Linked DNA regions of Astyanax mexicanus: region 2 is linked to region 1. Evidence: chromatin contacts called from public Hi-C data. All regions are on one chromosome and are shown on one strand. Each heading gives the region's core, a stretch centred on a gene start, on an enhancer-like site or on the middle of the called end of the contact. The rest is flanking DNA. Distances are from core to core; before and after follow the strand shown. Region 1 overlaps LOC103044415 (glucocorticoid receptor). Region 2 holds the start of LOC103044415 (glucocorticoid receptor).

Region 1 (3,152 bases), core at 575-3,074:
CCTGTTCTACTGAATGAATGTCTATTGCCAAAAAAAGGGGATTCTTATTTGAAGCAGATATACATGCACCTGTTGACACTCTGTCTAATGCCAGGTGTGGGCTAGACAGAGGGGTATAAATAGGGCTCCACGATATTGGAAAAGTTTGACATTGCAATGTTTTTTTTTTCGATTATATATATCACAATAATAAACAATGCAGAACCCATGATGTCACCAGCCCCGCCCCCACATACACGCTGTCTAGCGTCAGAGATCCGGACCTACCGAGTGCTTAAGAGTCAGCCCGAGCACTGGAAAAGGCCAGCAAAAGGAAATAAAAACAGCGAAACAACAATAATTGACCCTTTAATCTGCCATTTAAATGGCTTTTAACATGTAAATAAGAGTTTTTTCTTGGATTAAAAGCATTAATTTGGCTTTAACTGGAAATGTCCGCACAAAACTATGCTGGACGGAGTTCCACAGCTTTCTGTCTGCTGCTGTGTTTACAAGGCCATGTAGGCCATGTGGTTACCTCGTGTTTACGCCCACCCCAGTATTTTTTCAGTACCGCCGTGTTCCGAAAGGTAAAAAAAAAAATTATGCTTATTTTCAATGGTTTGCATGAAACGCAAATAAATGTGCCATACGCAGAGAGCATGCACATCAAGGTAAAAAAAAAAACATGTCAACAAGTGTGCACAAGTGTGTACAGAAATGCAGACAGCACACACAGAGGGTTTAACATGTCAAAGTGTTCTAAAGTCTGGCTCTACTTCTAATGATTCATCCACATCACTGTCGACACACCATCACTGTGCTGAAGACCGCTTAGGGTCAACCTGTACATACTTATATGGAATATAGTATATTTTTTGGAAATAAAATCTGCATTGTTTTACATCTGCACTTGTCTCTGTTGTGCCGGGCCATCCTGACAGTATTGGAAATTTTAAAACAGTACCCAACCCTGATTAACCCCGAACGATGACTTTGGCCATGTCCCAAGGAAGCTAAAAACAATGTTTTGATCTTGTTAAATGTATGAATATGTAAGCATCTCTTATAAGATTTTTAGTTTAAGTGTGTGTGTCTGTTATTAAACTGTTTAATGCCTTAAGCCTAAAGTTTACATATCAATCATATTTTAATTGATTACATTACAGCATCACATTTAAAAAAATATCACTGTACAAATACTTACTGACCTGACTGCAACATGTACTGCAGAAGGTGTCAGTAAAAGCCTCTACAGACAGTTTATTACAGCAGTCAACATGATGCAGTGAAGCCACTTAAAGCAAAGCATGATGGACAGCTGTGCAGTCCCATTTTGGCGTTCAATACGCAATTCAATCTGAGCCAAACAGCCACTCCAATGTTCCTTTGTGGCTAGTACAGTACCAGACACACACATACACGCAGTCATGTGATGTGTACTGTTTAGCTCGCCGTCTATCATTGGGCTGACAGGATAATATTTAAAGCAGAGAAAGATAAAGATTTCCGTGTCACGGTTCTAATCCCCACCCGAATGTCTGAAATACCACAACGCAGGCAGATAATGCTTTCAGGAAGAGGATATTCTAACACCCGAGCGTCGCCGCGGCTCTTGTTAGGAAAGACTATGTTTATGTTCGACACAAACCCCAAGGTAGCTCCAACACGTCTGACCTGAACTCAGGTCACAGGCAGTCTGGCCTGGTCTGGAATGGAAAGATGACACCATTTATGAAAGAGGACGGCAAGCTGGACGCTGGCAGAAAGCCATGCCAGATTCGCTTTAGTAACTATGCCTGGAATTTGGGCCAAGCTCGCGGCAATGCAAATCATTTCACCCACCCCCCGCGCCGCCCTGCGGCCCGCTCTGACTTTCAAACGTCTTTGAATGGCGAGAACACATCTTTGCTATTATGTCCAACATCATGACTGTAGAACTGACTTAGAAACAGAATAGAAGAAATTGTTGCTAAATCAAGTACAGCATGTCTTTCACAGGAAATGTCAGATAATATTAGCGCAGGGTATGGCTCATGCTAACTTTAGGTGCTGTATTTCTTGAGCGCCCATCATAATCACACAGCTAACAGAGAAGTGAAGTGAGGAGACACAGAGGGGCAGAGGGGTCAAGTTAAAGAATGCTATTTTGGACAAAAGTAAATGTTTATCTAGGGATGTCTACTGTATTGGACAGTGAGCAGTTTATAGCCTCAAACATTTACATAACCAAAATTCAAAATCAATCAATCAATCAATCAATCTACGATGCCAATTGTTTCCCTGGTCCTGTGAACCCTCCCTGTAAACCATGCAAGTACAAGTCTAAGTCTAATTTTCTTCTAAACAGCAGTACTGAAAAATAACTGAACTTTCAATTTATCCCACCTCTCTTATCCAAGCTCAGCAATAGCTACTTTGAGGAACCTCATACATTTTAAAAGCTGGTTTAAACTGTTTAAAGGAAAGTTACAACACATAGAATAAAAGAAGTACAGACAGTGAGAGGAGAGAGAAATAAGGAAGACAATGAGAGGAGAAAAGATAGAAAGATACATTACCCTTGTTTTAAGTTGAAAAGAACATTTGCAATGTAACACGTTTCCATTACTTTTTCATTACGTTTCCATGACAACACTAAAAATCAATTGATCAACTAAAAGGATGAAAAGATGTTAGTTTTTCTAAAAACATTTTTAAAACTATGCTGGCACATGATCTTCAATAATAAAATGTGTCAAATCCTAACTTGTAAGTAATTAAATGTGTTTAGAGAGCTATCGTATTTTTTGCACTAGAATCATATTATACCATATTATAAGGCACACTATAAATGAACGTCTGTTTTCTGGTCTAATTTTTTACGCAAGGCACATTGTGAGCAACAATAGTAAGGAACAAGGGTGTCGCCATGTTTCCCTTCTAATTCAGCAGGTCTCGCCACTGGGAAGTAAAAAAAAAAACATTTTTTTTTCAAGTCAATCGAGTGTTGGATGTTAATCTACACACATTTCTCTCCTGAAAACTGTTTAATTGGGTGAGTAAAGCGCTTCCGTTTATTTACAGTAAGCTTAGATTTCCCATAATTTAGAGCAGTTAGCAGCACTAGCCGTAGTTAGCAGCACTTAGCGCTAGTAAATGCCGCTCAACAGTGCTACTGTGGTTAGCAACTT
Region 2 (3,487 bases), core at 629-3,128, 53 kb after region 1:
AAGTCCAGCGTTATAAGCTTGCTAGTTACTTGTTTACAAACTGAGTTCAGTCCTGCGCCTCGCTCGCTGCACTAAACAAAAAAAAACGCCACGGCCAAATGCGCTGAACTTGACAGCAGGCACAGGCTACAGACTGTCAGCAGCACTGAACCACGTTAACACAGTAACGTAACAACGCCAGCTACACAGTCAGCTTATAACAAGTTAGGTTAGCTAACGCTACCTAGAGTTGTCTGATGCTTTTAGAACAGAATTGTTTATAACCAATAGTTAGCTAACAAAGATAACCTAGATAACTTAGGATAGGTTATAACCTAGTTATATCACACGATTTGCCTAGCTGCAGCTTCGCCGGTGTTCTGTCGATTTGTGCTACCCATAAATAAGTGCTTCCTAAAGGCACTGCGCATGCGCCGACGTACACTTTTTTTTTTTATTATTTCTCGTTTTTTTTAATAATGAATCTGTTACAACCTGGACTCAGTCATTACAGAAAAAAGTGTAAATTTAAATTATTAATAATAAAAAAAATGCAATAGTTAGTATTTAAAATATAATAAGCAATACAAAAGCAGTTTGTAATGATCTCTCATTGCCGTAACTTTAAATTTATACAGTGATTTATGCTATCCAAATATACTAAAGCTAACCACATCTACTGTGATTCCACTAGGAACATGCTCTAATATAGTACTTCTTTTGCATTTTTACAGTTGTACTGTACTACTAGGGTAGCGCGGTTTGACAAGGTAGCATAACTCGACAGAACACCCCGGCTTACATTACATTACTCCTGTTTCTAACCCGCAAGAAATACTGACTGACTTGATGCTCTTGCTGCTCAACACTAGCAAGGTTAACTAGTTAGCTAACCTAGATATATCACTTAGAAGGCAGTGTAGTGATTAAGATTCGTGTATCCGAATCAAAAGGGGATAAAATACGCAGGTCCTGACGCTGGCAGTCTATAAACAGTTCACTGCTGTTTAATTGTGTATGTTTGGCTGTTGAGTGTTTTCATTAGCTTTTAGCTAGCATTTAAACACATTAAACCAGAAGGCTAGTGTTAAATTACTGGTTAAACTTCGCTTCAGACAAGCTTGGGTGCCTTCCTGCCTCAGAATGCTCACTAACTAGGCAGCACATCTGACGTTTCAGACACACCCCGCATTAGCTCGGTGTCAACGACGCGCGTTTAGAAAAAAAAGCTAGCTAGCTAAACTAACTAGTTAGCATAGCCAGTTAACGTTAACTTCGCTAGCTAGCTAACTAGGCGAAAGCTAGTTAACGCGAGTTAACCTAGCTAACTAACGTAAGTTAACGTAACCAACGTTAAAAGCTGCCGCAGCCAGAGGAGCCTGAACTTTTCCCTCCCTCCACTTTACCCAAAAATGCCACCAAAAACCGGACGAACGTGATAAATATCGTTCTAATGTCGTCTTAACATAAAAAAAAAGTTGTGACAAGGGCGCGTGTGTCCTTTAAAACAGCAGCTAGCCTCCAGCACGGTTGGTTTTTAGATGGCGCAGTAGCTAGTTAACTAATCTAACCTAGCGTTACAGTCCGCAGATAAAGCCCGGGGCGAAGGGCACATTCACACCGACAGGAGCTCAGATAAATAAGAAAACCCGAGAGCGCTTCTCTTCTTCTTCAGGTGACTTCTCCTGTCTTCTTCAGCCCTCTTTCAAACACTATTAAGCTCTAATATCACCCAGCGTGGCGCAGCATAGCGCAGTGCCCTCGGGATACCCGCTACATTCTTCATTAAAGAAAGTACAAATAGAAGCAAAGTAATGCGGGAGGATTTAAACTGATAGGAACGAAAAGGCATTACCTAACATAACCTAACTAACTTGACTAACTCACTTACCGAGAGAGGGACGCGCATGCGCAGAGCGACACCCAGCACTTCGCTGCCCGCAAAGGGTGACAGGATTAAGACAGTAGAACGAAAAATGGCATAAATATAAATTAATAAATGCACATAAAAATGAATAGATAAATAAATACACGCATTAATAATTGTATAAATAAATAAATAAGTACATTTTGTCATGAAAAAGTACACACTTAAAATTCTATTTCCATATTTTCATGTATGGACCTTGTTTATTTATATATTTATTGATTGATGTATTTCTGCATTTGTTTATTTATATATTTATTTATTGATTTATGTGTTTCTGCATGTATTTGCATAATTATTTATTAATGTATTTCTACATTTATTTATTTCCACATTTCTTCATGTATTTATTTATTTCTGCATCTGTATGGTAATTAGGAAGGCGGTCCTATCCTCGCTTTAAAGCAGGAATGTGAATCAAACAGAGGCAACCAGATTCTAACATACAAATGCAGGCATACAGAAATAAATATATGAAGAAATGTGGAAATAAATAACTAAATGTAGAAATGTTGAAATACGTAAATGAATAATTAAATAAATGTTAAAATAAGTAATTGACTAAATAAATAAATAAACACATGTAGAAATGTTGAAATAAATAATTAAATAAATAAATCAATGTAAAAATGTTGAAATAAATAATTAAATAATTAAATGCAGATATATAAAATAAATAAATAAATGTAGAAATACATCAATCAATAAATATATGAATATATGAAATCTATTTATTTATTTATTTATCTTTCCAATTATTTATGCATGTATTTATTTAGCTATTTATTTATATATTTATTTATTCATAAATAAATTTATATGTGAATTTATTTATTTATACTTGTCATGTCATTTTTCGTCCTCCATAGTAAGCGTCGGTAGTATATATGTTTTTATGTATATAAAAGAAGATTAAAGTATGTTTTACATTTAAACGTTTTTATATATATTAAAAAAATATATTTTAATTTTTTTTATTTAATCTTATTTCCATGAGGTTCACTTCATATGGGTTCATAAATATGTTATTGTACTTAAAAGTAGTTAAAAGTAGTAGTTATAGGTAGTTATAGGTACATATATATATATATATATATATGTGTATATATATATATATGTATATATATATATATACATATATATATATATACATATATATATATATATGTATATATATATATATATATATATATATATATATATATATATATATATATATATATATATATATATATATACATATATATATATATATATATATATATATATATATATATATATATATATATTTCTTGGCCTGCCCCATCACCAAATTTATCACCAATTGAACCTTGATGGGACCACCTGGGATGCCGTCGTGTGAGTGTACAGGATCTACAGGCTCAGCTGAAACAGCTGTGAGCGAATGTACCTTTAATCACCTATAGACTGATTCACTCAATCAATTCCACCGTTTGCCCAGAGGCAAGAAAAGGACTGCACTGTTAGCCACAGCTGGAAGAGGCACTGTTTTTCCGTTCAGAAGATGGAGACAGAGTTGGGGAGTGAAGAGACGGGTAGACGCACCCTCCCATGCCAACA

The links. A called contact is a pair of places that touch in the nucleus more often than the background predicts.
Region 2: a Hi-C map of muscle shows a contact between it and region 1, with 3 times the contacts expected there. The contact joins the promoter of LOC103044415 here to the enhancer-like site in region 1. A contact is called at or near these places in 2 of 3 Hi-C or Micro-C datasets (both in muscle).

The regions. Positions count from the first base shown.
Region 1 is chr17:20,936,032-20,939,183 of AstMex3_surface, forward strand. The region is part of intron 2 of LOC103044415 (glucocorticoid receptor); the gene reads right to left. Among protein-coding and RNA genes, the nearest start is that of LOC103044415, 53 kb to the right of the region's middle. Within about 2 kb of position 1,825, the one cell type or tissue checked has an H3K27ac peak away from gene starts, as active enhancers do.
Region 2 is chr17:20,988,601-20,992,087 of AstMex3_surface, forward strand. LOC103044415 (glucocorticoid receptor) reads right to left here and starts at 1,879. Exons shown (of 9, transcript XM_022676219.2): 1 at 1-1,879.